2 separate regions of the Pan troglodytes genome follow, and region 1 is linked to region 2. The links are chromatin contacts, called in public HiChIP or PLAC-seq maps. All regions are on one chromosome and are shown on one strand. The core of a region is the stretch at or near the end of the contact, and the rest is flanking DNA. Distances in the headings are between cores, read along the strand shown. Region 1 holds the start of MTMR11 (myotubularin related protein 11). Region 2 holds the start of VPS45 (vacuolar protein sorting 45 homolog).

Region 1 (4,421 bases), core at 1,425-3,924, 130 kb after region 2:
AATTTCCTTCTTTCCCTCCAGGCCTTTCAACTATAGATCTGGATGAGTCATGCAGGCATTCTGTCTCTTCTACTTTGCAGACAGCCAGTCTGCAAATCACAGGGTATTTTGCCCCCATACATCGGTTGGGTAACAAAATATTACGATGTCCCCATGTAGACTTTGTCTGTGCCATCTCCTGCATTGGCCAAGTGGGTAAGGGGCAGTACAAAAGAGCAACGGAAGCTGGCTGGCAGCAGTTAAGAGGAGTAGGGGTGGGAAGGACCTTGGCCTCTTTCTGTGCTTATAACTGGATCTGTGACTCATCTTGTGAGTCACTCAGCTCCACCTCCCTCCTCCAGCTGCCCCTCCCAGCAGCCTTTACTCCTGGCACAAACCTGCAGCCAGACCAGGATTCTGAAAATGGAAAAATCTGATATAGCCCCTTGCCTCTCCACCCTTCCCTTCATCTAGTACTTCTACTGGGGGTGTGTGGGGTGGTGAGAGGCAGCCTTAACCCTCAGCTCCTGCCCACTCCATTCCTGGTTAAGTATTGATCCAAATCGCCCAATTCTTTTCTCCTCCTGATTTCCCCCCACCCCGCTTTTTTTTTTTTTTTTTTTGGAGACAGAGTTTCGCTCTTGTCGCCCAGGATGGAGTGCAATGGCGCGATCCCAGCTCACTGCAACCTTCGTCTCCTGGGTTCAAGCGATTCTCCTGCCTCAGGCTCAAGCGATTCTCCTGCCTCAGGCTCCCGAGTAGCTGGGATTACAGGAGCCTACCACCATGCCTGGCTAATTTTTGTTTTGTTTTTGTTTTTTTTTTAGTAGAGTCGGGGGTTTCACCATGTTGGCCAGGCTGGTCTTGAATTCCTAACCTCAGGTGATCCACCCACCTCAGCCTTCCAAAGTGCTGGGATTACAGGCATGAGCCACCACACCCCTACCCCCCGATTTTTTTTTTCCGTGTTCCTCCACTGTCTCCACACCTCAAAGTGCTAAAGAATAGAATGAGGCTCTTGAATGAAGGATGGTGGTGAGAAGGAAAGTGGATAATGGGATTTAAAAGTTATGGTACACCTTCCTATGCTTTTTTTTTTTTTTTTTTTTTTTTTGCGATGGAGTCTTGCTCTGTTGCCCAGGCTGGAGCGTAGTCATTAGATCTTGGCTCACTGCAACCTCTGTTTCCTGGGTTCAAGCGATTCTCCTGCCTCAGCCTCCCAAGTAGCTGGGATTATAGGTGTGAGCCACCACGCCTGGCTAATCTTTGTATTTTCAGTAGAGATGGGGCTTCATCATGTTGGCCAGGTGGTCCTGAACTCCTGACCTCAACTAATCTGCCTGCCTTGGCCTTCCAAAATGCTTGGGATTACAGGCGTGAGCCACTGCGCCTGGTCCCTATTTTCTTTTTACAACAGACCTTGGGAAATATTTTCTTCCCCCAAGAGGTTGAGGCCCATGGAATGCATTAGGGGCAGGTGGGGTGGTGGTGCTCTGTAGCCTTTAGGACTTCTAGAATCAGGCTTCTGGGCCACCTTCTTAGCAGGTGTATACCTCTTTGTTCCAGACTGACTTTCTGTCTCACAATATCTTCACTATTTCCACAGTTGCAGCCAAGACAGGAAACTGAAAGCTGAGGCCAGAAGGGTGGTGTACTGGGGGGAGGGGAAAATTGAGTGTCACTTTGGAAAACTGGGGCCCCCATCTAAGGATTGCTGCCTCTGTAGATTCAAAAGCAATAAAACAGCAGCTCATTAACTCTTATTTTGTATTTTATTTTCTGTCTTTTTCATGTCTAAATAAAGATTTTTGCTTTGCTGTCCCCAAGTCCCCCTCCTTTAAAGGAGCTGCAGCTCCTTCTCTCCTTGTTCCCAGCTTTCCTTACCCATCTTTGCTTCTAGGGTTGCAGATGGGAGGGACGGGGGATGGACTGCTGAGCTGAAGAGAGGTTTCCAGCCCTCACCTGTGAAAGTCCTGAACATGAATCATTCATTTGGAGATCTGGTGTCTGGGTTGGAGGGGTGGAGTCACATACGGGAATGGGCACTTATTGCCTATTGGTTGTGTATCTACGTGATGGGCAAGATTAACTGGTAAGATCTTTTTGTCCCACCCACATCCCCAAGACTTGCACACAAACCGTACTTATGTCTGCATCTTGGACACATTTCCATCTCTTTTTATACTTCTCCACTGCAGTCTTCACATGATGTCTGTGTCATGCCCTCTAGAGAAAGATATGCAAAACCACTTTAACCAGTTTCCCTGCTTCCTCACCTAATTCTTGGGCCTCTGCTGACAAAAATCCCCCCAGGTCTAATTTTCATTTTCTTCTGGAAGAGGCGGCAAGGAGGCTTGAACCACTTTCACATTCCTACCCCTCTCCCCGCCCCAAACCCCTTTGAGAAGACAAAAGAACGGAGCTTTTAAGGGAAGTCATCACTGAGACACTCCAGAGAGGTAGCCCAGATGATTCCAGCTTCATAATCAATAGAACTGCTCCCCTCAAACGGTCTCCAGTACTCATGAACAGGAAGAGAACAGGGTCTGGGATTGGGGTAAAGAAGGGAGTCGTTTTTCTCTCAGTCCCCATTTCTTCCCCACCCGTCCGTCTCAGACTCCACCGTTTCCTCTCCACTTTTCCAGAATTGTGTGTATTCTCCTTTAAGGGGCTGGGCATCTCTCCCGCCCTCTCCAGAGTCGACTGAAGTTTCCGAGGAGACTTCTCAGGCTGGGCTGGACACACCTTTCCAAGGACCCCCAAACTCTGCTCCGTGCACGTCAAATGCTCCTTTCTCTTGGGTCCAACCCCCTACCCCTCTCCCTAACACCCCTCTTCTCAAGAAGACTCAGCCTCTCCCCGAGGTGGGTGAGCATCCTTGAGGTTTCCCACCCTTAACTGCTGTGTCCCCGGATGGAGCCAGAGAAATGTGGTGGGGGGGCCGGGGCCAGAGTTTCAACATTGCCCCCCAGAAGGAGGAGCCAGAGATGGGGGTAAGGAGAAGGAATTTGGGGGGGTGTCGGCAAGAGGGTGAGAACGGGGATGAGGTGGAGATAAAAGGGGGAAGCAAAGGCTCTAGAGGAGGAGGAGGAGGAGGGTGTGTCTGTCTATCAGCTTCTGCTGATGGAGCCTGGTCTGTCTTTCTCAGTCTCAAGTTCGTTGTCTCATTATCCATTAACCAGCCCCTCCCTTTACTGTCTACCAGCCCTGGTAGGTCTGGAGCTCCCCACAGACACTGATCTCAGTTTCCCCCGAGAGTGAGAGTGTAGGCCTCTACAGGCAGCTGCCTTTGGGGAGGTGGGGAGCCTAGGGGTTAACTCTAGACCCCCCTCAACTCTCTGGACCAAAGTCTGTCCAGGAAAACAGGATGCCGGAGCCCAGGAGTCGTCAGCCTAGCAGTTGCCTGGCCTCCAGATGCCTCCCAGGTAATAATGCCCTATTACTCTCCAAAGACTCTTCCAAATTTCATCCTACGCCAATCTTGTTTCATGCCCTCACCAAAGATACCCCTGTGTTCCTCTCGTGGCTCGAAGTACTTCTGCCTGAGGCTCGCTGTCCTCCCTGACAGCCTCTAGAGCTGGCTGAGAGCTGGACCTTGACATTCCTTCTGTTTCCTTGACCCTGTTACCCCTTTTCAAATTTACTTATTCAATACATAGTTAGTGCCTGCTATGTGCCAGGCCTTGTTCTAGGCTCTGTTCTAGTTACAGAAATTAAAAAACATTTATCTTTCCTCATAAGCTTACATTGTAGTGGGCTTTGGGGAGGATTTTAATCTTCCCTATTTAGATCTCCCTTTCTTGGAGGGGTGGGTGTATCCAAGTGTGGGCAACACTGGGAACAGTCATAACAGGGCTTCCCTTCTTCCCCTTTAGGGGAGCAGATCCTAGCATGGGCCCCAGGGGTGAGGAAGGGCCTGGAACCAGAATTGTCTGGAACCCTGATCTGTACCAACTTTAGGGTCACCTTCCAGCCCTGTGGATGGCAGTGGAATCAGGTGAGATGGTTGGGGCCACAGAAATGACAGCTAGTGGGAAATGGGTAGGGGAGTCTAGCAGGATTTAGACAAACATTATGGGTTAAGGGCTGTCTTTTGAATGTATCATTGATAATCAGTGGGAACTCTCTCTAGGGTTGTTGCCCCCTAGAAGGGGTTGGGGCTGCCAGGGTAGGAAAATGAGGGCGATTTCAGATGTCTACCCAGTCACATGCTTCGTCTAGGACACTCCCTTGAACAGTGAATACGATTTTGCCCTGGTCAACATTGGACGATTAGAGGCTGGTAAGTTGGGGGGGGTTGGTGAAGGGGTTCACTGGGGTTGTTGGAACTCCCTCCTCATCCTTCCTCTGTTCTCAGAAAACAGCAGGGATGGAGTGGGATGGGCTGCAAGAGTCCCTTCTGGAGAGACTCTAGTCCATGGTTACACTGTTCTGTACCTCTT
Region 2 (4,191 bases), core at 193-2,692:
TTCCAAAAATATTTTTTTCTATCACCTTAAAGAGTTTTGTTTTCTGGTCTGTGGCCAACAAATAATCTGTCATTTCAGCTTGAGCTCCAACAGCTTTACTTTAAAAACACAATGTTGAGTGGAAACAGTAGGCCCATCCCAAAGTCTTCCAAGTGCTCTGACATATTAATGATTTCTTGGCGGAGACATTTAGAAAAGGATTTCTGATTCCAATAAATTGTTCCGGGTAGAAGTAGTCTCTGGGCAGTGGCTGGAGCCATGTAGACTGAAAACCCACCGGGCAAGCTTTATATAAACAACTTTTCAATTCCACACAAACCGACCCTCATTTTCGTATCTTTAATTAAATGCTAAGTCCTACAGTGGAATGGGACCAGCAATTGTAAGGTTGAGAGGGTTCCTTCACAAATGCTGAGCAAAAGCAAACTCACCGTTTCTTTATCCATGAGAAGTACTTTCATACCAGGCCCGCTGTCCTCTATCATTTTGGAAATGTACTGCTTCACAGCAAAAACCACGTTCATGGCGGCGAATTGACAAGTACCCTACAGCCCTTCCCGCCCCCTTTTCTGGCTAAATTAACCCCCAGTCTGTTGGCCGGGTCTCAGCTGCTTCCTCCCAGCCGGGATTCGGCTTCCGGGAGTCCGGGCAGCCACGGTGCTGGGAGTTGTAGTTCCGCTGGAGTGTACAGGGGACCAAGCCTACCCCGGGGATGGAAAAATCCGGCTGAGACGGCCTGGGCCGCTGCCACGCGCGGGCGCTATTCTCCACCCACCTGCGGCCTGAAGATGCCTGAGGCCCGGACTCTCAGACCCCTATTGCACTTTGGTGCTGGAGGCCCAGCGGCAGCCTGAAGCCCAAGAGAGTGGAGCCTCGCGAAATGAGGAACCTGGCACAAGGTTTGCTTGGAAGCAGGAACGACGGAGTGTGGCTACGTGCCCTATTTGCCATTAACGCTTTCTTGCATGGCAGTGAGAGATGAGGGCACGGGAGGTGGCATAATGCTCCCGGCCGCTTGGGACTCGGAGAGACGGCATTTAATAAATCACACGCGGTATTTGCGAAACAGTGGTCGAGATTCGTCTTCCCGGGTTCATTGCGTCATTAATAGGCGGGAACAGTGCCCCTGTATTGAGGCTGCAGAGGCCCTAATTGGTTTTCCCAAGACAGAGGGGCATATGAGATTGAACAAATATTTGTTGAATGAATGAACAAAGGGAACGCCTTTTAGGGATGTTTCTAGGGGAAAGGCCTGAGGTTCTCCAGGAGGGTCTGCAGCTAGGGTCGGCCGTGGGGGCTCGCAGCCCGCGGGACCACCGGACCTGCAAGCGTCCCCCTGACCCGCCCCCGCCTCGGCGCTCTGAGCAATTGGACTCTGCCAGCTCTAACTCCGGCGGGACTCTGAAACTCAGGCAAGAGCCGAGGTGACTGGGTCCTTTGAAATGGGTAGGGGACACGTATCCGGTAGAACTAAAACTAGCGTGGGGATTTGAAGCCAAAACTCTCAAGTTTTTATTGAATCTTAAAACCATCAACTTCCAAATGTCTGCATTTGTCTTTACACCACACAGGTCTCCCCTCTATCATGGCATTTGTCGAAAAGGAGGGTAGATGTTTGTTTTTCGCACCTTTACTTTGGGGAATTGTAAAATCAGGAAGATAATAAGAAACAATTGTTAGAAATCAGTAACTAAAAATGCTTATGAATATTTCCACCAAAATAATGACCAGTGTTTGTGAGGTCAATAGATTCAGGATTACCAAATAAATTCTTTCATTATATTGTAAGAAGTACACAGTTAAAATAGACCAATAGCACTTTAACATTAATCAGCTTAAGATTATGCAATATTATATATAATTCTCAAATCCCTTAAGGGAGATCAGAAACTACTGAAATATAAGAGATTTTTGTCACCTCTGAAATTGTGAAGAATATATTTTTTTTTCTTTCAGCTTTTCTACCAAGTAAATAAAGCTTCCCTTTAGGCATTTTACTAATTTTTAGATGTGTTTTGAAAGAAAAGTCTTAAGTTATATATTAAAGTGAAAATGTGAATCTTTAAATGGATACAAGAAATGTTATATGAACATTCCATTCTTATCAATTTAAATGTTCGTATCTTACAGAAAACATGGAAACAACGCTAATGAAAATCCTGTAAATCCTGTAAATTACTGATATTTGAAAATTCACTGCCAATCTCCCATGTCACTTGGTTTTTATTTTTCTTACCTGTAATTTAGATTGCAGTATAGAAGATTTTTTCCCCATTTTCTGTGCTTTTTTAAGAAAGAAGGAGATAAAGACTTGTCTGTGAAATTCGTGCCTTTTTAAACAATAGTCAGTCTGTAAGCAATAGATGGAAAGAATCTTTATCCTTTTGATGATTTATACTTGGGCACATAACTTTTTGAGGGACGAGGAAAATACCTACTTGACACTTACTAACTCATTCCGTTTCACATAAAATTTCATTGATGTCAGTGGCAGTGATATTTTATACATTGAGCGATAAGATATGGAACATAAACATTTTGAACAAAATAATTATTACATATTTAAAGGGTGCTGTGACGGTCCTGAAGTTAGACAGCATCCTTCCTTCCTGAAGAAAACCACACAAGCCATTTTAAATGTCTCCAAATTAAGAACTTCTTTTGTATCCCCATACCTCTAAAAATAGAACTGAAACCAATGATAAAATCCAAGCTCTTGCTTTGTGACTCATCCAGTATAAACCCAGAGTTACTTGTTTTGTTGCAGGCAAGTGACAGCAAATCCAGAATATGAAGTGCCTACTTATTTTTAATTTAGGGTATAAATAAACTATAATAACAAGAAATATTTTCAATAGTAAAGACATTAAATTTAAAAAATAAATCATGACATCCTTCAAATATGAATGACTACATTAACTTAAAATCTTCAACTTGAAAAATTTGTTTTCACTGGGTCCAAGAAATCAGTGCTTTAAGGATAGAAAACAGGAAGTCAAAAAATGCAGTATTGGTCAGGCACGTGGCTTACTCCTGTAATCCCAACACTTTGGAAGGCCAAGGCGAGGCCAATCGTTTGAGTCCAGAAGTTCAAGACCAGCTTAGACAATATGATGAAACCCTGTCTGTACAAAAAAATACAAAAAATTAGCTGGGCATGGTGGCCAGCACCTCCAGTCCCAGCTACTTGGGAGGCTGAGATGGGAGGATCACCTGAGCCCAGGAGGTTGAGGTTACAGTGTGCCACTGCACTGCAGCCTGGGTGACAGAGTGAGACCTGTCTCCAAAAAAAAAAAGCACTATTTACATTTGTACATTTTATTTAGGCTTGTAAATATGTAAGTTAAATAATCAGGAATGATTATCTAAATAATTAAATGTACTTCAGCTTTCTCCATGTATACTATTTAGAGGTTTAACTGCCCATTTTGTGTTTAATCAAAATCATGATTTTCCCCCACCAGAGCTCAAGGCTTCAACACAAAACAAAGAATATGTAAATAAGCTTCAGCATAATTATAATAACAATATGGCCAACTCAGTTATTTTAGATTATTAATTCTCTATTTACTATAATCCTTGTTGCTTCATGTTAACGCTTCTCTCATAAGCCATGGATAGGAAGGAAGTAAAGATGAAATTCAATGAAACTGAAGTTAATTAGATTTCCTACTTGATAACAATTGAAAAAAATATTTGCATAAAGAATGGCAGTATTGGCCAGGCACAGTGGTTCATGCCTGTAATCCTAGCATTTTGGGAGGCTAAGGCAGGAGGATTGCTTGAGCCCAGGAATTTGAGACCAACCTGGGCAACATAGCTAAACCTTGTCTCTACACAAAATTTAAAAATTAGCTAGGTGTAGCGGGTACATCTGTGGTCCCAGCTACTTGAGAAGCGTGCGGTAGGATTGCTTGAGCCCTGGAAATTGAGGCTGCAGTGAGCCATGTTCATGCCACTGCACTCCAGGCAACAGAGTGAGACTCTGCCAGAAAGAAAAGAAAAGAAAAAAGAGAAGAGAAGAGAGAAAAGGAAAGAAAGAGAAAGAAAGAAAGGATTGCTTGTGTCATACAACTAGTATCTGTGCAGTGTTCTTAACTTCTCTAACCATTTCTTCATCAGATAAATGGTAATAACATAACCTACCTCATGAATTTGTGAGAATTAAATGAAATAATGTGCAAAAAAGTA

The links. HiChIP or PLAC-seq counts read pairs in DNA pulled down with a chosen protein or histone mark.
Region 1: an H3K4me3 HiChIP or PLAC-seq map of stem cell-derived excitatory neurons shows a contact between it and region 2, with 3 times the contacts expected there. The contact joins the promoter of MTMR11 here to the promoter of VPS45 in region 2. A contact is called at or near these places in 1 of 7 Hi-C or Micro-C datasets (induced pluripotent stem cells) and 1 of 1 datasets of contacts at active chromatin or transcription factors (stem cell-derived excitatory neurons).

Annotation. Positions count from the first base shown.
Region 1 is chr1:99,282,846-99,287,266 of NHGRI_mPanTro3-v2.0_pri, forward strand. It overlaps MTMR11 (myotubularin related protein 11), which reads left to right and starts at 2,675. Exons shown (of 17, transcript XM_054670302.2): 1 at 2,675-2,972; 2 at 3,329-3,404; 3 at 3,855-3,976; 4 at 4,201-4,261. The coding sequence starts at 2,907. OTUD7B (OTU deubiquitinase 7B) reads left to right here. Exons shown (of 12, transcript XM_016926178.4): 12 at 1-1,800.
Region 2 is chr1:99,153,518-99,157,708 of NHGRI_mPanTro3-v2.0_pri, forward strand. VPS45 (vacuolar protein sorting 45 homolog) reads right to left here and starts at 1,443. Exons shown (of 14, transcript XR_010158454.1): 1 at 432-1,443. It overlaps LOC129137599 (a long non-coding RNA gene), which reads left to right and starts at 1,341. Exons shown (of 3, transcript XR_008540296.2): 1 at 1,341-1,424.